Linked DNA regions of Mus musculus: regions 2, 3, 4, 5, 6 and 7 are each linked to region 1. The links are chromatin contacts, called in public Hi-C, HiCAR-type and HiChIP or PLAC-seq maps. All regions are on one chromosome and are shown on one strand. Each heading gives the region's core, a stretch centred on a gene start, on an enhancer-like site or on the middle of the called end of the contact. The rest is flanking DNA. Distances are from core to core; before and after follow the strand shown.

Region 1 (3,318 bases), core at 696-3,195:
CAAACTTTTAAACTTTCCAAACACCAGTATGCAAAGTGGTTGCCCACTGTATACAACTTGCTCAAGAAATGCGTGTATATTCCACAGAATCTAGTATAGTATCTATATTGGGGGGTTTGCCAATGCAATGCATGAACCCCGAGTTGTAGGACCTAAGCTACTTCGAGGCATTCAGCAGCCTCCAAGTTTTCCTACTTCAACACCAGGCTGAAAGCTCAGGCCCCACTGGCTTCCCAGTCTCCCCTTCCGGCGTCCCCCGGCTGTCAGGGAACCCCCCCCCCTCCTCTGCACACAGGGGGAGGAGAGAGAAAGCCTCGGAGGCGGGGGAGCCGGGTTAGGGGGGCGGGGGGGGGGGAGTGAGCATCCCTGCGCCTCCTCGCCCAGACCCACCTTAAGCAGGATGGACGGCGGCAGTTGGTTGATGTCTGGGATCTCGGGGGGCGGCTCCCTGTGACAGTCGCAGGGGTTTTCGGGGGGCTCCTGACAGTCCGCGTCGCCGCTCTCGGGCTGCTGCTGGGCAGACGAGGGGGCGGTGCCCCCGGCTCGGACTGTGTCCCCGGCGGCGGCCACGATGGGGGCACACTCTGAGGCGGGAGAGGCGGGCGCGGGGCAGAGCGGCGGCGGGGGCTGCTCCGGGGCCTGGCAGCAGCCGGCATCGGGCGGCCGCGGCGGCGAGGCACCTCCTCCCGCGGGCCCTCCCCCGCCGCCGCCGCCCCCGCCGCAGCCCCCGCAGCCGCAACGGGGCTGCTTGCAGGGGGTGCAGGCGGGGACCCCGGCCCCTTTCCGCTTGCAAACCATCTCGAGGGCCGTGGCGGGCTCGGCCTGCGGCGGCGGCGCCGGCGGTGCCCGGAAGAGCTGCACGGCGGCCAGCGGTCCCAGGAAGCGCACGGGCCCCACGCCGGCCAGGAAGAGGCTCCGGCCCTGCTGCTCCCAGGCGGCGGCGGCGGCCAGCCCCAGCTCCTTGCAGCAGGACGCGGGCGACGAGGCAGCGGCGGCGGCGGCGGCGGCCGAGGACAGCAGGAAGCGGCGTGCGGCGGCGGCGCAGTCCTCGGCGGCCAGGGCCGCGTAGCGCCGCGCCAAGTGCTGCGAGGAGACGGCGGCGTAGGCCCCGTCCCGCGGCGGCGGCGGCGGTGGCGAGAGCGGCGGCTCCTCCTCTAGGCCGGCGGAGGCGGGCGCGCCGGGGCTGTGCACGATGAAGCAGAGCATGCAGGGCCCGCGGAAGAAGCAGTCCCGGCTCCGGGGCGCCGCGGGCTGCGGGGACGCCTTGGCCAGAGCCCGGCGGGGCAGTCTGAGGAGAGGGCGCCGGCGGCGACACCAGCTGCAGCAGCGAGGCCTCTTCTGGCTCGGGCGGTTACGCGGCTCCTTCGAGAGAAGGTGGCCCATATAGAAGGCCCCGAGGAGGGCGACCGGGACGGGGCGGGAGAGGGAGGCCCGAGGGGCGGGCTCCGGCGGCGGGGCAGGCCGCTGGCTGGGTCGCCCGCGCCGCGCACCCGGCACACGCGACGGCGGGGGTGGGCGTCAGCTGCGGGCCGCCCGGGTGCCCGACGCGGGCTACATGCTTTGCCCCCCGGGGAGCCGGGAGGAGGACGGGCGCGAGCTGTGGGGACGCGAGGGAGGGAAGCGAGTCTGCCGGCCAGGCCAGCCGGTTCAGTCAGTCAGCGCCGCGGCGGGGGCAGCGCGGGCCCGACTCGGACCATTTTAACTGCGGCTGGGCCGGCGGCGCGCGAGCCCGCGACACGGCCCGTCGCCGCGGGAGCGCGCCGCCCGCTCCGGGAGGGGGCGGAGCCGCCCGCGGGGGCGCGCGGGTCTCACCCAGGGGCGGGAGCGCCGCCGGGGGAGAAGCGGGGACCTCGGGGCTGCGCGCTGACGGGGCCGCGCACTCCCTCCGGCTGCACACGGAGGTGGCCTGGACGCCTCCGGGCTCACGCCCCTCTCCCGAAGCGGATGGAGACGCTTCCGAGCCAGCTGGGTGACATCCGTTTCCACGGCCGCGCTGACGTCTGGAGGTGTAAGTTCAAGAGCTGCCATTGGCCAGGCTCAGCTTGGCTCTTCCCCTTCACTTCCCACCCCACCATCGCCCTGACTCGGAAACTGAGGCCAATTGAGAACGGAAGAACCAGTTCCACCTGAGAGGCCTGAGCCCTTGGGTGATGGGTGACAGTCCAGTAAGGATCCGTTAGCTAGGTGACTACACTGATTCTACTCCTGTGTCTAGGCACCTGTTGCATACTGCTGCCTTTGCACACAATTGCGGGCTGAAAACATGTATCACGCTGAAAACAGGTATACACGCTGGAAAAAACACTCCAACATTCCAGGCTCCAAGCTCAATGTTACTGTTGTTTGACACCTTGAAATCCAGTCTGTCCACTCTGTGAATATTAGTGTGGTGCCCTTAGGACAGACTTTGGTGGCTAAGGTGGGGAACTAAAACATGCAAGTTGATCAGACTTCAGAAGTCTTAAGTTACAGTGATGACACAGGTTCTCGGATGGGGAGAGGTCAGCTTTCACAGGGGAGAAGGTAGGGAAAGTTAGTTGTCTTAGTCTCTTCTGCTGCTATAACAATGCTACATACAACAGTAAACTATGAAGAAGTTTATCTCGCTCTGGAGGCTTTGGAAAGTAGAATAACATGCAGTGTCAGCTAAGTGGCAGGGTAAAAGCGCCGGAAACTGTCTATCATTTTTTATCGGGAACCTACTCTTGTGGTAACAATTTGTTCCTGGAGGGCGGAACTCTAGTGTCCTCATCACCTCTTAAAGGACCCCCTTAGGAATGTTGCATGCATACTGTTAACAGTAGCAAATTTCAGGGTAAGTTTTGGAGGGAACTTTGAAACCATGCTAAGAGTCCAAAGCAGTGGATCAGGCAGTGGAGAGGACTTTAGAAAAAGTGTCAGTGGGGGGAGTGGCAGAAAAGAAACAAAGGCTGCGAAGAAATGAGGTGATTTGTTTCTGGCAGTTTCTACTCTTCATTAAAAGAAGCCCCACCCCTCCCTGCTGAAGAATATACTCCCTGGGTATATTCAAAAGCTACCGGGGAGAGAGTTGAGGATATCAGAATTTCAAAAACCAATGGGAAAAAGATTTGTCCAGATATTCACATATTTGTTACTCTCAAATGTGCTGTCTGAACTCCTTCACCTACGGATATCCCCCACATGCCCATGGTTCTTCTGCCTGTAATCGAGGAAAGGGTCTTCCAGGCTCTCAGAGCTCCATTCGTGAATCGTCAAGTTATGGCCATCTCGGCTTGGCTCTTTTCTAGAGCAAATGAAGCTAAAATTGTGCAGAAAGTACAGCCCTGTCAGTTTCTT
Region 2 (3,220 bases), core at 446-2,945, 2.4 Mb after region 1:
TGAGAAACCACATTTTGAAAAAGACAGCAAATTCAGCTATTGTAACTTGTTTCTAGATTCTCTGTGATTGTTTGTTTGTTTGTTGTTTGAGACAGGATTTCTGTTTAGCCCTGGCTATACTGGAACCCGCTCTGTAACAAGGCTGACTTCAAACTCACAGAGCTCTGCCTCCAGAGAGCTGGGACTGAAGGTGTGTGCCACCACCAGCTGGCTTCTAGATACTTCGTTTTAAAATTTACTTAACAGCAACTGCTATTAAACTAACCTATCTCTCTTGGGTCTATGGGACACACTGAAAAACAAGAAGCACTCTACTGACTGCAGACCTCTGAAAATGCTAACACCACTAACAGGAGTTCTTCATTTTGAAGAAGACATCCAGGACCTTGAAATCATCGAGATAATTCCTACTACAGAAAGTGATGGGACCTTTCCTTAAAGTGCTGTCTGAACACTAAACCAAAAGTAGGCTTATAACTTATCACTGAGTACTTTGTTAATAACGGCCAAGTATAGGTAATGCTACCCCAAAGCACCAGTGTTAGCCCACCCCCGTTCCATCAACACCACCAAAGCTGGGCAGTGCAACAGCTCAATGCCCACACTATAGCACTTCTGTCACAAGCACAGACCTCTAATGAAAACAGCTGTGATCTCTAAAAACCTTAGGGTACGCACGCTGCTCTCTCTGGAAGAATCCTTGTAATAATCTCCAAACTTGAACCAGCCCTACCTACTTCAGGAGACTGGAAAGTGGAGTAATTCGTCAAACCTGTTTCACAACGACATATTTAAAAGATGGAAAAAGAAAGCTGGCCTCGACTGAGAACACTCTGGTACGAAAACGCTTGAAAACGCCGTTGAGAATGGAGCTCCTAACTCCAGATCAGACAGAACACTTCTGAACCCTGGAACAAGTACCACTGCAAACAGGGTCGTCCCCTTGCCCAACGCCTGCCACGGGCGACAACAGGAGCTGTTCCCCCGACTCTACCCGGCAAACACGGAGACAGGTGGGCGAGCCAGATGCGCGAGGCAGATGCGACCCATAAACCGGAAGGCTTGCGTCAGGCCAGTCCCCGGCCGCAGCTCCGGCCAGGTGTGGCCCGCAGGGATGCCCCGAGGCCTGGAAGGGTCCGAGGAAGCAGCTGGACTCCCAACTAGCCTCTGGGTCCCAGAGCAACACAGGACACACCCGGGTGCTCCCAAGGAGGCCTGTCGGGCAGGCGGCGTGACCCACCCCAAAGGAGCAAGCTCCGGGGTGAAGCTTTCACGGACAACGTAAGGCGGGGCGGCCACGCCCCCCACCCCCAACTCCCATTCCGAGCCCGGGATCCCAAGCCCGGCACGCTGCGTGACAGGCGCGGGCGCGAGGCCGGGCGCCCGACGGCTCCCACGGACACCGCCGCAGCGTTGCGACCCCCGCGAGCGTCCGCTCCCCGCCACTGACCAGTGCCTGCCGCCGAGCGACCGTCCGCTCCGCTGCAGCCGCCGCCGCCTCCTCGCACTCACGCTTCCGCCACAACCGCCGCCTCCTGCGCTGCACCCCGGGCCGGCCGCGGGAGCCCCATTCCCACCCCGCCCAGCCTTCGCCTGTTTACAATGATTGGGACAGAACAGGACGAGCCGGCCCAGCGCGCACGCGCACGCCCTCCTCCCGCCGCAGCCGGCTTCCCGGGTCCTCGGCTCCTTGGCCGTGACGGCTAGGGCCGGCTAGGGCAAACGCCCCGCGTCCTCGCGTGGGGCACGCCGGGAGTTGTAGTTCTAGTTAACCCAACGCCCCGCTGCTGTAGGGCCCTTGTCTCCGACATAAACCACAACGCCCAGAAAGCACCGCGCCTCCCGAGCTGGAACTCGTTAAGGGGGAACAGGGAACCCGCGAGAGGATGCGCCAAACGCTAAGGCTCTGCAGGCGCCTGCGCAGTGTTCTGGGGAGCGAGTGGAACACACACACCTACCGGAGCGAATCCAAGTGAAAACAGTGTGGGAGCCCTGCGGAGCTCTGCTGGAAAGAAAGCGCGTTCCTCCCCAAGCTCTGGCCTGGTGTCCGCAGCTACTGAGAGTGACACTTTTCCCCCCAGCGTCTGCGTACTTTAAGTGGTTCCAACCAGTTAAACCAGCCTGGGCTGCTGACCCACCCCGCCTCTGGGCGGAGCACCTTGCTGGCCTTCTTTGGGCGGAGATCTTCCTTTGGAGAATTCTTGCCTGGGGGTTTGGAGAAAGGAGGCTTCTGGGGCCAGGGCTGGGCAATCCGCAGGACCCCTGAAGTGTGTTGACTTGCGGGAAACTGCTGGCTCCCACCCACTTGCCTCCGCAGTTAGCAATCCATACCCGAGTTAAAGCCGCACAGCATCACGTTCAGCTTACAAATAGAAACAGCTGCGTATCCTCCAGAAGTCCCCCACGAAGGACGGAAAACGTGTTGGCTGGTGCATACTGTAATAAACAGCACTCCATGGAATTATTCTGGGTTTATGACATTGGCAGTCAGAAGAGAGATGAGATTTCTAGTGTCTGCTTCTTCACTGATCCATCGTGTGCTACACTCCCAAGCCATCTTTGCTCAAATATGACAAGTCCATCCCCTTGTGCAAAAGAGTCACTCCCAGTGGAACACTGAGGTCCTAGAGGGACCTTTCCACAACCCCTGTAGCAATAAAACAGCCTCCATGAGAAGATGGCCTGTGAGTACGCCAGTTAAATTACTCCTTCCCGCTGGCAGTTCTGATTTGGTCAAGGGATAAGCACTGCCTGAGCGGGGCTTTATGGAGCCTTCCCTGGAATTGACATATGGGATAATGAGGTGGGGAAAGAGGCTTTTTTTTTTTTTTTTAACTGAGTAATTTACGTGTAACATCACGTGACTCGTTCACCGTGGAAGTGAATAAGGCTGAAAGCAGAGAAGTGGGGGACACAGCAAGGGAGAGGGAAAAGCAAGAGTGAAGACTGACTTCCTTCTGAGCCATAGTTTCTGCAGAGCCTTTAAGTGCCGCGTTTACGTGAGCCAATCCAGGAGTAATCTATGCACACTTTTTTTTATTATTTATTTGTGCTAATGGAGGTGCAAATAAAGAGCATATTTATTGGCTGTTTCTCAGCAGTCTTCCCTCCCCCTTAAGGAACACCACATAACCATTTCCGCTGGTAACTGTTTTAGAACTAGGCATCATGTCCAACCAGAGCCAATAACCCACAGAGACAGACCGAGGCTTCCACTAAA
Region 3 (2,957 bases), core at 102-2,601, 2.1 Mb after region 1:
CACTTGAGAACAAACTACAGTACTCACTGTAGCTTTCTCCTAAGCATTGCCTCTGAGAAGTATCACATGATAGCAAATATGTATCTCCTGCTGGACTGTCTTTTCCCTCCTCCATAAGCCCTCCTCATGTGTCACCATCCTCCTACCTTCTGCCTTGTGGCTAGTCCCAGTTGGATCAGCCATGTGTACCTCACTAGGCATAACTACAACCGAATTACCTTTCCACAGGCTGGGGTGAAGCTCAATCGTATAACTTGCCTAGCACTAGGTTCCATCTTTAGCAACACAAAGCGCATGCTTGCTCTTGTACATGTGCATGCACACGCACATACACATATGCACATGCGCATGGACACACACACACTCCTCCTGTAAGTGCAGACTACTCATGTGCAAGTAAGCATGCTCATGTGTGGGTACACACATATGCTCCTGGGCACGCATGTGTGCGCACACACACCTTTCAGAAAGAGTTCTGTTATCTTTTTCGAGGTCGCTTGCTTGCTTTCCGAATTTACTCTGCCTAGCCATCCAGTCCCAAGAATATATGTGAAAATTGAAGTTTTGCATTTAAGGCAAAGTTTTAAATTATTTTATGTTTATGGGTTTTTGTTTACAGGTCTGTCTGTAGGCACCACTTACATGCCCGGTGTCCAAAGAGGCCATAAAAGAGCATCAGATCCCCCAAAACTGGAGTTACGGACAGTTGCGAGCTGTCATGTGGGTGCTGGGAATCAAACCTGGGTTCTCCAGAAGAGCAGCCAGGTGCTCTTAACCATTGAGCCATCTCTCCAGCCCAAGGTCTGCATTCTTAACAGAGATGTATTTCTATGTTTCTTTTACCACACTATATACTAACAGTCAAAATGAAAGAGGTTGTCTAGACAGTGGCATGTCCATGTTGTCTATAGAAGCTTTGAGACATTGACTAGAAGCGACGTAATCATCTGGGCTTGGATAGCAAACATATTCTACTAAGGGAAAAAGGGATGCTGGTATCAGCCCATGCATTTCTTTCCTAATAGAATATACATTCTCTGTTCCTTCCTCCCCAGTCTTGATCATACCCACCCACTTCCCCTTTCCCTCCTCCTCATGTAATCTCAACACATTTCCCTCCTCACTCCATGTCCGTCTCTTTTCTGCAGCCCACTGAGTCCGATTAGCGCTGTCGGTTGGAACGCTGGCTGGTCTTGCTGGTTTGATCTTGTGTGGCGGCTGTGAGTCCGTGAGTGCCACAGCCAGGAGACAGCATCTCACAGCATTCCTTCCCCTATCACGTGCATCCTTCTTCTCCTCTCTTCTAGGATGGTCCCAGGAGCCTTGTAGAGGAGGGTTGATATAGGCGTTTCATTTAGGGCTGAGTGCTTCTCAACCCTTTCACAATTGTTGGTGTCATAGAAGGGATATTGTTACACGGGGCTTCATTCCTTGGATGTGGGCTTTACAAGGCAGCAAAGGATGATGACATTGTGATGTCAATGAGGCTTCCCAGATGAGAGGAAGGGACAATTTCTCTTCCACGCTGTGAGTGGGGAAGCCAGAGGGTAGGCACATATCCGGTCTCAAGCTAGAAGCATCAGTGTAGATGTTGGCTTCATGTGCCCACAGGAAACCTGAAAGCTGAAAGTCATGCTCTGATGTTCTCACTGAGGAGTCTCCAGGAAGATCCACATCCACAATGGATGCCATAGCCTATTCAGGATTTGTCCCAGCAGAGAAGTGAGTGCAGGCCCAAGACAGTGGGGTAGGGGACACAAGCCTGCAGGGGAAATGCTAAGGATCTGTCCGTCCTACGCATACCCGAGTGAGGCTGGGAACAATTAGACTAATGGACCATGGAGGCCTACAGATGGCAAAGCAGCCTGTCTGCTGGGAAAGGGGATATGGTCAGAGGCAAGAATCACTGTATTAGAAAGAGGACAGTGTCTTCTGGTACATCAAGGGATTGCTTGTGCTTCTCAGCCCAGGGCCAAACAAAGCCAGGCCACACTTCACAAGGGAAACCAGCAAGAGGTCAGAGAGCCTGGCACAGTGAATCCATAGAGCTCTGTGTACCCACCTGCGTGGGAGAGGGAGGAACCTGAAACACAAGGCTGTCGCTACAGCAAAGAGAGCCCTGGGTGCTGAAATTCTAACAGGTTCGTTTAATTTGTCATGCCTGCTTCTCTGAGCTCCTTCTTAATCCCATTGAGGAAAGGCTCAAGGGGAAGATTTAGATTCATTAAAAAAAAAAAAAAAGCGTTTGAAGCTGCACTAAATCCAACTGTCTTAGCGAGAGCGAGGAAATCGGCCTCTGCTGTGGCTGCTGCCTGGATCTTGGTCATGTGTTAGCTTGGCAGAGCTCTGCTGGTGTTTTCCTTTTCCTCTCGCAGCTGATGGATTTCAAGACACTCGAAACACTAATGGTGCTGAAGAATTTCCATTCCACTCGTGGTGTGTTTGCCTTCTGCACAGGCATGTCTCCCAGTCGCCCAGGAACCCTTCTGTGAGTCAGGGTGTGTCTTACTTAGGAAGCAAATAACCAGCTATTTTAAGCACAAGAAGGTTTAGGCAGTTATGAAATAGCCTGAAAGGATCTTATTTGGTCTCCAAACAGTGTGCAGTATGGCAGAACAGACCTACCCATGGGGCTGCCGCCGCCAAGACTCCAGGAAGACTGGGGGAGGAGGCTGCCACGACCACCACCAAGGTGGGCTTCAAGCACTTTCTGCCAGAGATGCAATCCCAGAGGGGGGGGCCTCTGGATTTCCTCTCAGATCAAATCCAGAGGTGAACACTGGCATTCGGCTCCTGTATTCCTTCCCTCTGGGCTTCTGGAAAGAAAGAGTAGAGCCAGATGTAAATGGTGCCCTCCTTCTCATGCAGGTTCATGGAAAATCTAAGCTGTACCTAGCACCCCAGCCGCGAGGGGCCATGACAGCAGCACTGAGCTACCTGCTAGAAGGAAGCTGGAG
Region 4 (3,217 bases), core at 273-2,772, 2.6 Mb after region 1:
GCCTGGAGCCCACACAGGGAAAGGTGAGAACCCCAACTCCTAGGAAGTTGTCATCTGCCCTCCACATTCACCATGTAAACAAAATATATTAAAATATTAAATGTCAAACTGAAACGTTTTAAAGGGAACTACAACAATGTCTTCATTGTCACATTGGTGATTCTAATTTTTGCTTTTAAACCATTTGGCATCAAGAGAGCACATTTTGGCAGTTCTGAGTTAATCTCCAGGAAAGCCTTTGTGTAACGCTTTAAGAAAATGAAAAAAAGATCAGTAAGCAAGATTTTTAAAGGCCTACTTGGGCATATGTTTTTAATGAACAGATGACTTACTGGGATAGTTCATCTTTCTTTATAATTGACTCAGGCCATTTTAAAATAAGAAGAAACACATGGCTGAGAATGCAGGTTCGTCTCAACCACAGAATTAACGATAATCCCTGAGCGTCACTGATCGCCGGATTTGCAACATACTTCGCCCCAGTTCAAGGGGTGTCCAGCGGAAATTACAGTCCCTACAACCACACTGCTTCAAATGTTTCCGACGTACTCAACTAGTGCAATACTGTTCATTTCCATCCTCAACTATTCTCGCTGTAATTATTAAAACAGCTGTCAGCTGGGCTTCGGTGACCTCTTTGTACAGCGTTTTTATTCAACGCCGTGGATCCTGAAGGATGCGTCATCTCCATCTTACTCTCCAAAAACCAGATCTAAGATTCCAATACGCTCTAAGGGTCTCTGAACATCATTCCAATCGGAACTGGCACAAACTAGACCTGATCGCTCAACGCGGCAAGGGCAGGTCGCACTGGCATTTAGGACAGAACTGGCTCCGGCGAGCCGCAGCTCTTTCGCTTTCACGCACCTCTCCCGGGACCATCGCGCCTCCTACGCCCCGGCCCGCACCGAGTCTCCGACAACCGCGCACGCAGCGCCGCTGGCACCGGGAGCGCGCGGCGGCACGGCGCGCCCCCGCGATGCCGTCCGTCCCGGTGCGCTGGCGGCGCCCTCCCGGCCGCGCCATGTTCCGGTAAGCGGCGGCCAAGGCGCTCGCGCTAGCCGCCGCCCGAGCGTCGCCCAGCGGCGGCCCCACCTGCGCCGCGACCCGTCAGGATGCCGGGCGGGGCGGCCACCAACGGCCTGTCACGGTCCGGCCGGCCGCGCCGCGGGCTGGGCTGGGCCGAGTGGCGCGTAGCACACGGCTGGGCGCGGCTGGCAGAGGCGCAACCCCCCTACCTGGCTCCGGGGAGGAGACGGGGCACCGGGCTGAGGGTCTCCTCCCTGGTACCCGGGACAGACTCGAAACCGCGCCCTCCTTCCTCCCCTCTGGTCGCCACGCCCCCCTGGCCCGCACAGACCCGAGGCTCAGCGGGCGCAGAAGGGTTCACCCCCTGAACGAGGACCTCCGGGTGGCCGCCGCTGCCGGTGTCTCCGTCGCCGCTGCAACAGCCCCTGATGCCGCCGGGGCCAGGCTTAAAAACATCTCCGGTCTTGGTCGGTCTCTCACCACAGCCTCCTTGCTCCTGGACAGCGTTCTCCGCGATTGGCTGCGGCGCGAGCACGTGACCCGGGCGGACACGTGACTCCTGCAGGCACGGGACGGGCGGCGTGACCGCCGTGCCCCGCCCCCGACGCGCCCGTCCCTGGGCTCCCCGGAGGAGCGGAGCGCGCGGCGGCGGGTGGCGTTCTTGGGGAGCGAAGCGGAGCGGGTGGAGGGGGCCGGAAGTCCTGGAGCCGCGTGGGAGTCGGAGCAGCCCTCGAGCCGTCGGCCGGGGAGCTCCTCACGCGCAGTCACCACCACCGGAGATGTGCAAAAGGCGGCATGGGTGCTGGCGCCCGGCGGAGGAAACGCACATATTTTTGCAGGGTTTGAGTTGGGACGGCAAAACCAGCCGGAAACCGGGAGGGTTTTGTTAGCGGTGGTCGTGCGGGCGGGAGGGCACCGCAGCACTGTGGGGCAGGTCCGGGTTGCGTGACTGAGCCGCTTCGTGCGGCGCGGGCCGAGGGATGTCCCAGCCAGACGCACTCTGTTCCCAAAGCACGGCTCTAAGCACTGCTTGCAAAGAACGCATCGGTAAGCTCAGTTCTAGCCATGCGATCCTGTGACCTTTCTGAGCAGAAATTTCACCAAATTTGTTCCTGTGGTACTAAGTCTCATAGGGCGTGTGAGGAAATTTTACCATCGCAGCAGCTTGTCCTCAGACTTCCTTCTGAATACTTTAATCTACAGCGGTTAGCCTGCAACCGTTGTGCTTTAACCACCCTAAGAAGTTACATACTCCACAGGAAACCATCTTCTCCCTCTTCGTTAACTGTGGCCTCCTTCAGTATCCGTTAGTATCTTAATGATTTTAAGACAGTCCTATCAATAATAAGCTGTAAATTCTGATGTGAGTTTTGGGCTTGACAGGGACATAAACCTTCATTAAAAAAAAAAATCAGGATAGATTGTCTTCCATTGTTCTCAGCTATAAAAAACTTTCAGTATGAACAGTCTTCTAGAGAAATCTGTGTATGTGTGAACTGGGGACTGAAGCTCTGCCCTTGCTCATGCCAACCAAGTACCCAACAGTGGTGTATAGTGAGAGCTATATTTCTGGTGAAAACTTAACTTTAAAGACCTACCTTAGACCCTAAATCATAAGCACTCACAACCAGTTAGTCTTTTTATATAGGCAGAGCTGGAGAGATGGCTCTGGGGTTAAAAGCACTGTTTGAAGACCTAGATTCAGTTGTTCCCAACACCCACAAGACCACTCAAAACCTTATGTAACTTCAGTTCCTGGGTGTCCACTGCTCTCTTCTGGATTTGGTGCACACCACGAGCACAGGCAAAACACTAATCCACATAATATAAATCAAATCTAGCTTAAAAAAAAAAAAAGACAGTCTCATTAATTAGTTCTGTCTGGTGTGGACTTCCATACATAGAACCGGCTGACTTCAAACTCTCAAGAGATCACCTGCCTCTGCCTCCTGAGTGCCTACCTCTATAATGAGGTCCCTGTAGGGTCACTGACTTTGATAAATCCTGAAGCAATCTGATTATTCCAGGAATGAAAACTATTTCTATTCTGCATTTTCAGAAGCACGGCACTATTACCTCCTTTCTTGAGTTGAAGGTAATGTTTTATTCATACAAACACATTGTCCAGCCTACCAACTCCACCAGTTAGTTCTTAGGTGCTTCCAGTGTTAAAAATATAGCCAAAGAT
Region 5 (3,342 bases), core at 514-3,013, 2.6 Mb after region 1:
TACCAGGGACACCTCTTTGTTTGTTGTAGGAGGCTGGGATTTGAGTTGGGGATATTTTACAAACAGGAATTTATATAGGCCAGACTAACCTCAAACTCACTATATAGTTAATGATAGCAAACATTCTGATTTTCCTGGCTCTAACTCCTAAATGCTAGGATATCAGATGTGACCAACCATACACGTATGAACCTTATTAGTGTTCTTACATGTTCCCCACAAAAATTGGGAATTCTGTTTCTAATTTGTAGTGATGAAAACACTGCACCACCCTCTAAAATAAGATATAAATTCACCTATCAAATACACAGCAAGGGGCCATCAAACATCACCCATCATTACTCTACTCCAGCAGGGCATGGAAGCTCACACCTGTAATCTCAGCACTCAAGAGTCAAGGCAAGAAGACCAGCAAACATTCAAGGCCTACATGCCACACTTAGCAGGCTCCAGGCCAGCCAGGGCTGCATGGTGAGATCTAATTTCAAAAGGAAAAAAAAAAAGTACTATAATCCAATTCACACTGTTACCTGGACCTAGAAGTACATTAAGGCTTCAAATAACTAGGGACAGACTCAACATTCCCATTTCACAGCTAAAGAAACAAAGACTAATTCTCTAGGTCATGTCACATAACTACAAAAGGTCACCTGGGATGCCTAAGTCTAAAGCCCCAAATGGTTTGTTTACACACACACACACACTATATATATATATATATATATATATATAGTCTTTTGTTGAGAACTTAGTTTTTGTTTTACTGTTAGGAAAATAAAATCCAACCAAACAAATAAGGCTTCTTTCTTCCCTGTAGTTGCCATGTAGTTAATTTCAATAGCCATTACTTTCTGTGTGCCCATGCACTCTCCGGACACAAGCTCAGCTTGTGAAGGTCAGACCACAACTAGTCCTCACACCTGGAGGCCAGCACCTTTCCACCCTGAGCTACCTCGCAGGCCCTGGAATCTGCATTTTAGCTTCGCTTCAGTGTTTCAACTTCAGTTCAATTCCTTGGCCTATCTGAGATGCACCTGACACTCAAATGGCCATAGAACTACGACTCTTTGGTCAGTGCGGTTACTCGTGCTACTACTATTCTCTCACGGTTAATTCCTACGATTCTCTGCCGAGCATTTCCTAAAATGAATGAACAACTTCAGTAAATGAAACGCTGGTCACCTTTATCTAGTCCTGAAGGAACTCGGCAAGCCTTTACCAAGCCTATCAGCGTTTTCTCCAGCATGCTTTTAAATCCGATGCAGCGCAGCCGCTATGCCTGACAGACAAGCAGCCCAAAGCTTCGCTGCTAGGATCCTGGAAGCAGCGGGCCGCCAGGGCCCCCCACTAGCTTCCGCACCAGGATAAATGACAATCGCCTTCCTGACCTTGACTAAGTTAGGGGTGACTTTCCCCGGCCCGGTGCGGGCGGCCCGCCACCCGCCGCCACCGCAGCTGCGGAGCATCCCGGAGGCACTGAGGACGAAGGCCGCGGCGTCCCCGCCGCCGCCAGCTGACCTGTCCAGCGCCTAGGGGTCTCCGAGGACTAAAAGCTAAGGGAGGCACGAAGAGCGGGAGACTGTGGCGACAGTGCCCGGGGTTCACCCCGAGCCTCTTACCCACTGAGCAGCGAGGCCGGTCGCCCTGGCCCGCAGCGCCAAGGAGAACATGGCGGGGTACGCGATGCTCCGACCCCGGCCGCTCTAGGCTGACTGGGAACGAACGAGCCCGGAGGCCCGGCGCGCGCGGCCCCGCGCCCAGGACGCACGGCGCGCGCGCGCTCACGAGCCCTGGCCTGGGCGTCCCGAACGGTACGCCGTTCCTGACGCAGCGGCGCGCGAGGGCTGCTGGGACCGGTGGGCGGGCCCGAAACAGCCCAGTCCCTAAAAGGCCGGCCCGGTTGGGCCAGCTGAGTCCCCGCCCTGAGGACGAGGCTCGCCTTCTCGAGGCTCTTGTGTTTGTTGAGGACGAGGCGTACCTTCTGGGGGATCTTGTGTTTGTTCTGTCAAACACCTCCTCTGGTATTGCAGTTATTTCTTTCAAAATTCGTTTGGTTGAGTCTTTTCTTACATACGATCGTATTTAAAGGGCTGCCACCTAGTGGACTTGGACAGCAAGTGCCTTGGCTCCCAAGCCTTTGCGTTAGAGTCTGTAAAACGACAGGCTAAACTGGAATTGACTTCGGGATGCCAGTGAGTGGGAGGTAGAAATGATGACTGTTGATGCTGCGCGGTAGACGAACAAATATTCTTTGTGCTTGTGTATGCTCTAGACATTTTCCATGATAAAACTGGTGGAGGGAGGAACCTACTGTCTTCTTGATTTTTGTTTGATCTCAGGAAACTCCTAGCAGCTTTAGTACGCATCGTGCTGTTTCCAGCTGTCGGTATTTTACACAGGTTTTGAGTGATCCTCAACCTTCAGACAGGCGCATACTGCCACCTTGGGCTTTTAACTTATTCTTGACTCTTCTTCTGACTGTCGTTTTGTGTGTGTCTTCTCTATCCACCCCTTTCTTTTTGCTATAATAAAGTTGTGAATAGTTTCCGTAATTTTGACAACAGAATGAAGATTCTGAAAGGTTATTCGTCATGAGTTTGTTTTTTTAAAAAAACAAAAAACAACAAAAAAAACCACCCAAGATAATCCATTGCAACCTGTGTGAATCATATTCTACAAATTATTAGACTCAGCCGGGCGTGGTGGTGCACGCCTTTAATCCCAGCACTCTGGAGGCAGAGGCAGGCAGATTTCTGAGTTCGAGGCCAGCCTGGTCTACAGAGTGAGTTCCAGGACAGCCAGGGCTACACAGAGGAACCCTGTCCCGAAAAACCAAAAAAAAAAAAAAAAAAAATTATTATTCGACTCAAGAAATAGTGTTTCTAACCAATGATACTAAATTCTTTAGTTCCTATTGCATTATCTCCAGTATTAGTTTACCACTAATAAATTTGCTTCAGTACTTCTCTGAGGGAATGAAAAGATACTGAAAAAGAAAAAATAATCCGGGTCCCATTACTGATTTGTTTTATTGTGTGCACCCAAACATATTGTCACCATCATTAGCAGCTGTAATACTTTGGCCTTTTCAGAGTCTCATGTTGCCCAACCTGGTCCCAAACTCGCTATAGGTGAAGCTAAAAGACCCTCACTCAAGTCTTGGGATAATAGCGGATCCCCAAGAACTCACAAGAGACCAAGCTTGATGTAAACCACATGAGGCTTTATTCTGGGAAAGCCAGAGCTCTTGGGACGACTCATATCCCATGCAGGGGTAGAGGAGTCGACCCCAAGGGAAAAGGGGGTCCCAGTTTTTATAGGCCCTCAGGGGGGAAAGGAGAA
Region 6 (2,910 bases), core at 379-2,878, 2.3 Mb after region 1:
TAACTCATTTCCCTGAGCAGATGCGATTACTTGTGCTTAAGAGGATCTGATGACTGAGTGTAGTGAGAATTTGGTTTTGTTGAAAAACACAGAAAATTTTTATGGGAATTTGTTTTTGTTCTAATCCCAGGTGTGAGATATGGGGCTGCTTCATATTGTCCACAGAAGCTGACAGTGAGTTGCCTCATGCTCTAGCAGGGGTGTGAATTTGCCAGCTACAAATAGTTTCTGCCATTTGGGATTCCGGAGACTTTCCAGAGGGTATGTAAATACTAGGGCGGGAGAGATTGGTTGCTGTTTGTTAAGTAGTTGTGAGTAAAGAAACAGGAAGAAGAAATTAGATATACCTGACTACGAAGATCAAGCTTGCTCCAAGAAGCTCATCAACCCTCATCAGCAGGAAGTAGTCCAATATATAATGATGGCCCCTTCCACCCCTACCCTTTTTTAGTATTAGGGAGTTGAAAGGGTGAAAGAAGAGGGGTGGAAGAAAGAACACACAAAGTAGCCAAAGACCACCTACAACTTGTTCTGATTCCCCGTGTTTTAAAATGCCAATATGTTGCCTTGAATTAGGACTATGGTGCAGAAAGGAACAAGCTGAACCTTTAAAATCCTCCTTTTTTCATATCAGACTCAAAAACGGGCATCATGTATGAGACTCATTTTACGGGCGACCATTCTGGAGACCTCACTGATGTTGGATTTAGACCTAAGACTCACAGAAATGGGACGGCGAACTGGAGTCAGAAAAATCTGGATTTTGCCCTACTTTGCCTGGGGAACCTACAAGAACCGTTTAACTCTCTTCAAACAAAGGGACCAGTAAGATGTGTGATAGTTCACTCGAGAAAAGCGCTGCCAATCCCAGGCACCCGGCGACCGGACTCCCGAGGTAGCAAGCACGGTGCTGGATTCCTGACAGTCTGCCATTCCCCGGAGAGGCGGAGGGGGCAGGTATCCTCGGCGATCCTCCCTGCGGTCACAAGGCTAAGAACCGCGGAGTGACTGGACTCGGCCTGGCCCGCGCGCCCGGGCCGCTCAGGGTCAGCTCGGGCGGGCGCCAGGGGAGCGCGCGGGCTCGGAAGCCGGTGCCGGGGCTTTAACGTGCCGCGCCGCACGGGAAGGCAGGCCGGCTGGGCCGGCGGAACTTTTGTCATTCAAACCGTCGTCCGGCCCGGGGCCTGGGCTTTGTTCAGTCACTCGCGAGGCCTGGGCGCGCGGGCGGAGGCGGCGCTTCCTCCACTCGGAGGCGGGAGGCTCGGCCGCGGACCGCCGGCGACGCACGAGCAGGTCTGGGAGGGGCGCGGGCGACGAGCGGCGCGCGGCGGAGCGGGCGGCGGCCAGCGGTGGGCGAGGCCGGTGACCCAACAGAGCTGCGGGCCGCGGGGACCCCGCCCGCCCGGCTCGGGCACACGCCGCAGGTCCCCCGGCGGGCAGCTCGTGCCGCGCTCCGCACGCTCGGCGCCAGGGCGCCTCTAGCCACGGGTGGGAGCGCGCCTCGGGGCCGGGCCGGCCGGGCGCGGGAGGCGGGCGGCGGGCAGCGGGCGGCGGGCGGCGCGCGGGCGGGCGGGCGTACGGGAGCCGCCGCCGCAGGCCCGGGCCTCGGCCCGCCCCGCGCGCGCCCCCGCCGGCCCGCGCGCGCCCACCGGCTCTCTACTTGAGCGGCTCGCGGAGCGGGATCCCGGGAGACGAGGAGGCGGGGGCGAGCACAAGATGGCGGGTACGTGGCCCCAGTTCCCCGGGCGGCGGCGGCGGCGACGGCGGCGGCTCCCCGCGCTCGGCAGTGCCCGGGAGAGGCCGGCGCGGGGAGGCGCCGCCGGGCGGGCGGCGGGCGGCTGGGGCGCGGCGCCGGCCCGGGACGCTGACCCGGCCTTTCTTCTCTCCCCCGGCGCAGACCTCTCCCTGCTCCAGGAGGACCTGCCGGAGGACGCGGACGGACGTGAGTGGCGGGTGGCCTGGCAGCCCCGGAGGGCGGCGGGCGAGCGGGCGGACTCGGGACCCCGCCGCGCTGGGGAGCACCCGCGTGGTCGGACCTCGGCCGCCGCCCGCAGGCTCGGGCCGCGGGGCGGCTGTTGGGGAAGCAGAAGCCCGTGGGGCGGAGGCCGGAGAGGGGACATGGGTGTGTTTTTCCTGAGTGTCTTCCGCACCCTCGCCCCGATGAAGGAGGCGGCGGGTGCCGGGAGGTGTTTCCGCAAGGCTCGGGGGGCTGTGCGGCGTGCGGTGCTCGGCCCGCCCTCGGGGGTTCCCTCGCCCTAGTGTGTGCTGGTTACATACCTGTGTTGTACTTGACCTCTGAGCCGTTTCGGGTCCCCACCACCACCACTCACTCACACATTTGATTTCCGATTTTCGGGGAGGTTAGTAGGTGTGACCTTGGCAGGATGCAGTGACTAGGTTCAGAGAGCAGCTTTTTAAAATTGGGAGTGTTCAAAGCTCATTCTGGTACTTAAATGCTAAAATTGCAGGTTTCCGTTGAGATATTAAAGTTTTTAAAGAGTTGACTCTTTTTGTACATTAAAAAACAAAAAACAAAACCCAGTCAGCTTGTGGACATTGTTTCCATGTGGTGAAGGAAATGAGTTATTTAGAAAGATATCTTTCATTTTGAGTGTGTTTTGTGTTTTTCTAAGCTTCAGAAAATAATGGTGGTTGGAGACAGAAAAGACTATGACTTAGCTAACTTTATATGGGAAGAAGTTGTGAATTACACTTAAGTAGAAATGCTTTCTACTCGTGTTAATGTTTGCAGATAGAGTGACTGGTGGAAAATGCATTTTAGGAATAAAGTGTGCACAAAATGTTATTAAGTGTAGTTCATGGGAGATCTGAAACCAAGAAATATGCAGAGTTGAGCTGGTTGCTGTGATACAAGAGCTGTCTGGTGAGGGGAGAGAGCCTGCCTGGACT
Region 7 (3,201 bases), core at 279-2,778, 2.9 Mb after region 1:
TGAGACCCCAGGAGACGAGCTCACATGACCCCAGGGAAGCCAGGGGATCCCGGGTCGGCTTCCGAGACACACCTGCCACCCCGGCTGCTGCTCACCTTGAGGTAGTCGTTCTCCGAGCGCAGTTCCTCCATCTCCCTCAGCAACTCCTCTTCCTCAGCCACCACCAAGAGCCGGGGCTGTTCGCCCAGGCTAGGCTCCTTGGAGGTCCCCAGAATCGTCCGCTCCGGTGGCGCTCGGCCCCCAACATCCTCCTGAGAACCGGGTCCCGGGGACCCTGTGGAGGCCCCGCCTGGGCTGCTTCGGCCCCCGAGACAGGCACTGGCGACAGGGGGCGCCGCGAGCAGGATAGGGGGCTCGGGGCTGCCCGGCGGCGGCCCGCGGGATCCGGAGCTCGGAGTGGGTGCTCCGCGTATGGGTTCCCGGTCACTGGAGCCGGTGCCCGACTCAGCGTCGCTGCTGGCGGCGGGGAGTAGGCGCTGCTCATCAGACAAGGGTTCGGAGGCGCAGTCGGAGAGATCCGAGCTGCTGTCCGTGTGGTTGATACGACAGCCAGCCACCGAGGTCACAGAGAGGGTCACGGCGGGGACCCGGGAGGCGCGAGCCGGGGGCACGACGGCGCGAGCTGGAGGCGTCCCGGGGCCGCGCTTGGTTTTGCGACCCTTCGCGACGGCAGGCGGTGGCTCGGCCCCAGTCGGCCTCCCAACCCGGGACAGTGGCTCCGCCGGCCCCGCGCGCGCCGCCCTCCTGGTCCCCGGGACGGCCTTAGCGCCGCCCGCCGACCTGGCTCCGGCGCCCGGCGGCGGCTTGTCCTTCGCGCCGGGGACTACACCGCTGCGTCGGGAGAGGCGACCGGGCGCGGCCGGGGGCCCGGGCGACGGCGGCGCCTTCCCGGCAAGGCTAGGCGAGCGAGGAGCCGCGGGAGTCGGGGCACGGCCCGCAGAGGGGGTGGCCGTGGCGGGCCGCGTGTGCAGGTCCTTGAGGAAGGGTCTGGCGGGCGAGGGTGCGCGGTGCAGCCGCCTCCTCTCGGCCAGCGGGTGCAGGTGGTGGTGGCGGTGATGCTGGCCGGCTGGCTGCGGCTTGGTGTCCGGGGCGCCGCCGCCCGCGGGGCCGTTCAGCGTCTCCATGGCCCGGGCGGCGGCTGCGATCCGCAGCTCAGGCGGCAGATGCTCCGGGCGGCGGCGGCGGCGTGCAGCCTCCCCGCGCGCCCGGTCATCACTGACCCCCTGCCCCGCCCGGCGTGCACCCTGCGCTCCCGCCGTCCCCTCCCCCGCACTCAGCCGACCCGGGGGAGTGTGTCCCCTCGCTCAGGTCAACGGCGCTCGGATCCTCCTGGCACAGCCGCCACGGCCGCTCGCATCCCCTGCACCGTGCGTTCAGAGAGCTGAAGTGGCCGCCACCGCGGCCTCGCACAAAAACACTTGTCTGGCGACGCGCGCCCGGCTCCCGAGTTCCGCTCCCCGCCCACTGCCAGTCCGCGGGGGATCGGCAGCCACGGCTTCTGCTCGGCTGCTCCGGCGGAGAGAAGCTGCTGCACGCGCGTCCCCCTCCGTCCCCAGCCCGACGCGCACGCCCCGCCTCCTGCTAGCGGGACGGGGAGGGGGCGGGGCGGGCAGGAGGCGGGGCTGCAGCTCGGGGGACGCGGGAGACGCAGAGCCCGAGTGCCCACGCGTCCACGCAGCAGAGGACCACTCTTTGCCTTTGGATGTACTGGGGCTACCACCCTGAGCCGGCTAGGAAGGGAAGAAGCTGGGGTGAAGGGAGGGAAGAGGGCGGGCATCGGCCACTTGGGGACACTTCAGGTGCAGGCGGGGTAGAGGGCCCCTCTGCGGTGGGTGCCAGCCTTCTCTCTGTTCCACCCAGCCCCCTCTATCTGACTCCTGCCTCCCCTCTTCGCTTCGCTGCCCACCGCTCTCCCCAGAGCTTCTTTAAGGATTCCTGGTACCGGATGCAGCGTCAGGACCGACACAGCGCTCCACAGTTGGCACCCCCAGTGGCCTGGGCAGCTCTGAAAGGGAGGAGCCGCTGTAGAAATCGGAGAAGCAGCTCGTCAAGCCGGGGTCTGAAAGGGAGCTCACATTTATAGTTCCGGCGACCTTGCTCCAGGCACTGCTTCTACTCGCATGATGACAGTCCCGAATTCGAAATCCTGTTTTCAGAAGGAGACATGGGCACGAGGAAGTGAAGTGGCTTGTTTGAACTCCGGGGCTGAGCGGGGATTCAAACCTAGGTCTACCGGAGTCTCAGCAGTACACGTTTGCCTTAGAGCACCAAGGAGCCTGAGGGTTCCGCTCCGTGGGCAAGGTACTTGACCTTTTGGGTCTCCGATTCCCGCCTCACCTGTAGAATCAGAGAAAACCGAATGTAGATGTATTCTGATTAACTGAGCAAAGAGAAGGACTCACCCGTCCACTGTAAAGTGCTTTTGACAGATGTTCCGTGTGGTTTATATCCCAGGCTTTGGATGTTGGGCAATAAGCGCCCCGAGGACAAGTCTAAGTTGTCCTCTATCTAGATTCGGGATTTGGGGAGCAGGGATGAACAAGAAGAAGACGCCAGCGGGGAAATCCTGTGTGTTTCCTGAAAGATGCTGGTCTTGAAGTTCACAGCACAGTTAAGTGGGACAGGGCTTAGACCTAAAGCTGTGGAGTGGAAAGTGAAGGATTCTGGTTGATCTTATTTGCTGAGAAAGATCCCAGAGCCGCAGGGTGGGGCAGAGGGCATGGTGTGGGTGACTGCATCCCGAAGCACGAGGAGAGTACAGACTTGAAATGTTAAAGGAAAATTGTACTCAAAGTCCGTGGTCTTAACGACAGAATGGCCTTCCGTAGCCCGAACCGTCAGAAGCTGCAGGAAATGGCTTTTTTTTTTTTTTTTTTTTTTTTGATTATAAACCAGAAGATAGAATGTCTTGTTGGGGCTTGAGCTCAGATCCTATTGAAACCTTCCGACACAATTTGCACTTACAGGCCTGGACTTTGCGAGTCACTTTTGTGAAAATCTTCTGAAAGTGAGGCACACCCTATATAATCCGTAATAAGTACCTTTTGAGACCTGCCCCTTGAAGTGCTTGGAGGCCGGCAGGCACGCTTGACTAACTGTGTCCACGAGACTGTGTCCACGAGAGGGCGCTCCAGCGTTCCCCTCCAGTACCAACGTGAGGAGTCAAAATCCCCTGCCAACCCTCACATTCCTGAAGAAGTA

Evidence for each region. A called contact is a pair of places that touch in the nucleus more often than the background predicts. HiCAR-type assays count read pairs that join an accessible place to other places. HiChIP or PLAC-seq counts read pairs in DNA pulled down with a chosen protein or histone mark.
Region 2: a HiCAR-type map of astrocytes shows a contact between it and region 1, with 4 times the contacts expected there. The contact joins the promoter of Ralbp1 here to the promoter of Fbxl17 in region 1. A contact is called at or near these places in 3 of 39 promoter capture datasets (hippocampal neurons, liver and pre-B cells), 1 of 115 datasets of contacts at active chromatin or transcription factors (astrocytes) and 2 of 9 other capture datasets (adipose tissue and liver).
Region 3: an H3K4me3 HiChIP or PLAC-seq map of forebrain shows a contact between it and region 1, with 11 times the contacts expected there. The contact joins the promoter of Txndc2 here to the promoter of Fbxl17 in region 1. A contact is called at or near these places in 2 of 39 promoter capture datasets (embryonic stem cells and hippocampal neurons), 1 of 115 datasets of contacts at active chromatin or transcription factors (forebrain) and 1 of 9 other capture datasets (adipose tissue).
Region 4: a Hi-C map of regulatory T cells shows a contact between it and region 1, with 13 times the contacts expected there. The contact joins the promoter of Ankrd12 here to the promoter of Fbxl17 in region 1. A contact is called at or near these places in 3 of 39 promoter capture datasets (erythroid cells, liver and pre-B cells), 1 of 484 Hi-C or Micro-C datasets (regulatory T cells), 1 of 115 datasets of contacts at active chromatin or transcription factors (astrocytes) and 1 of 9 other capture datasets (adipose tissue).
Region 5: a HiCAR-type map of astrocytes shows a contact between it and region 1, with 4 times the contacts expected there. The contact joins the promoter of Ndufv2 here to the promoter of Fbxl17 in region 1. A contact is called at or near these places in 3 of 39 promoter capture datasets (the 3T3-L1 cell line, liver and pre-B cells), 1 of 484 Hi-C or Micro-C datasets (muscle stem cells), 1 of 115 datasets of contacts at active chromatin or transcription factors (astrocytes) and 2 of 9 other capture datasets (adipose tissue and liver).
Region 6: a contact with region 1 is called in a HiCAR-type map of astrocytes, with 8 times the contacts expected there. The contact joins the promoter of Ppp4r1 here to the promoter of Fbxl17 in region 1. A contact is called at or near these places in 4 of 39 promoter capture datasets (hippocampal neurons, liver, pre-B cells and 1 more), 3 of 484 Hi-C or Micro-C datasets (the G1E-ER4 cell line, embryonic stem cells and muscle stem cells), 6 of 115 datasets of contacts at active chromatin or transcription factors (astrocytes, embryonic forebrain, embryonic hindbrain and 3 more) and 2 of 9 other capture datasets (adipose tissue and liver).
Region 7: a contact with region 1 is called in an H3K27ac HiChIP or PLAC-seq map of large pre-B cells, with 7 times the contacts expected there. The contact joins the promoter of Mtcl1 here to the promoter of Fbxl17 in region 1.

What each region holds. Positions count from the first base shown.
Region 1 is chr17:63,498,635-63,501,952 of GRCm38.p6, forward strand. Fbxl17 (F-box and leucine-rich repeat protein 17) reads right to left here and starts at 1,946. Exons shown (of 9, transcript NM_015794.1): 1 at 391-1,946. The coding sequence starts at 1,383.
Region 2 is chr17:65,883,228-65,886,447 of GRCm38.p6, forward strand. Ralbp1 (ralA binding protein 1) reads right to left here and starts at 1,696. Exons shown (of 10, transcript NM_001198949.1): 1 at 1,451-1,696.
Region 3 is chr17:65,640,853-65,643,809 of GRCm38.p6, forward strand. Txndc2 (thioredoxin domain containing 2 (spermatozoa)) reads right to left here and starts at 1,352. Exons shown (of 3, transcript NM_001146002.1): 1 at 1,125-1,352. The coding sequence starts at 1,129. Gm35477 (a long non-coding RNA gene) reads left to right here and starts at 1,458. Exons shown (of 5, transcript XR_003952220.1): 1 at 1,458-1,527; 2 at 1,612-2,141; 3 at 2,376-2,488; 4 at 2,600-2,692; 5 at 2,869-2,957.
Region 4 is chr17:66,075,524-66,078,740 of GRCm38.p6, forward strand. Ankrd12 (ankyrin repeat domain 12) reads right to left here and starts at 1,523. Exons shown (of 13, transcript NM_001025572.1): 1 at 1,361-1,523.
Region 5 is chr17:66,099,796-66,103,137 of GRCm38.p6, forward strand. Ndufv2 (NADH:ubiquinone oxidoreductase core subunit V2) reads right to left here and starts at 1,764. Exons shown (of 8, transcript NM_028388.3): 1 at 1,620-1,764. The coding sequence starts at 1,670.
Region 6 is chr17:65,781,727-65,784,636 of GRCm38.p6, forward strand. It overlaps Ppp4r1 (protein phosphatase 4, regulatory subunit 1), which reads left to right and starts at 1,629. Exons shown (of 20, transcript NM_001114131.1): 1 at 1,629-1,723; 2 at 1,898-1,942. The coding sequence starts at 1,717.
Region 7 is chr17:66,448,222-66,451,422 of GRCm38.p6, forward strand. It overlaps Mtcl1 (microtubule crosslinking factor 1), which reads right to left and starts at 1,529. Exons shown (of 14, transcript NM_172963.4): 1 at 96-1,529. The coding sequence starts at 1,124.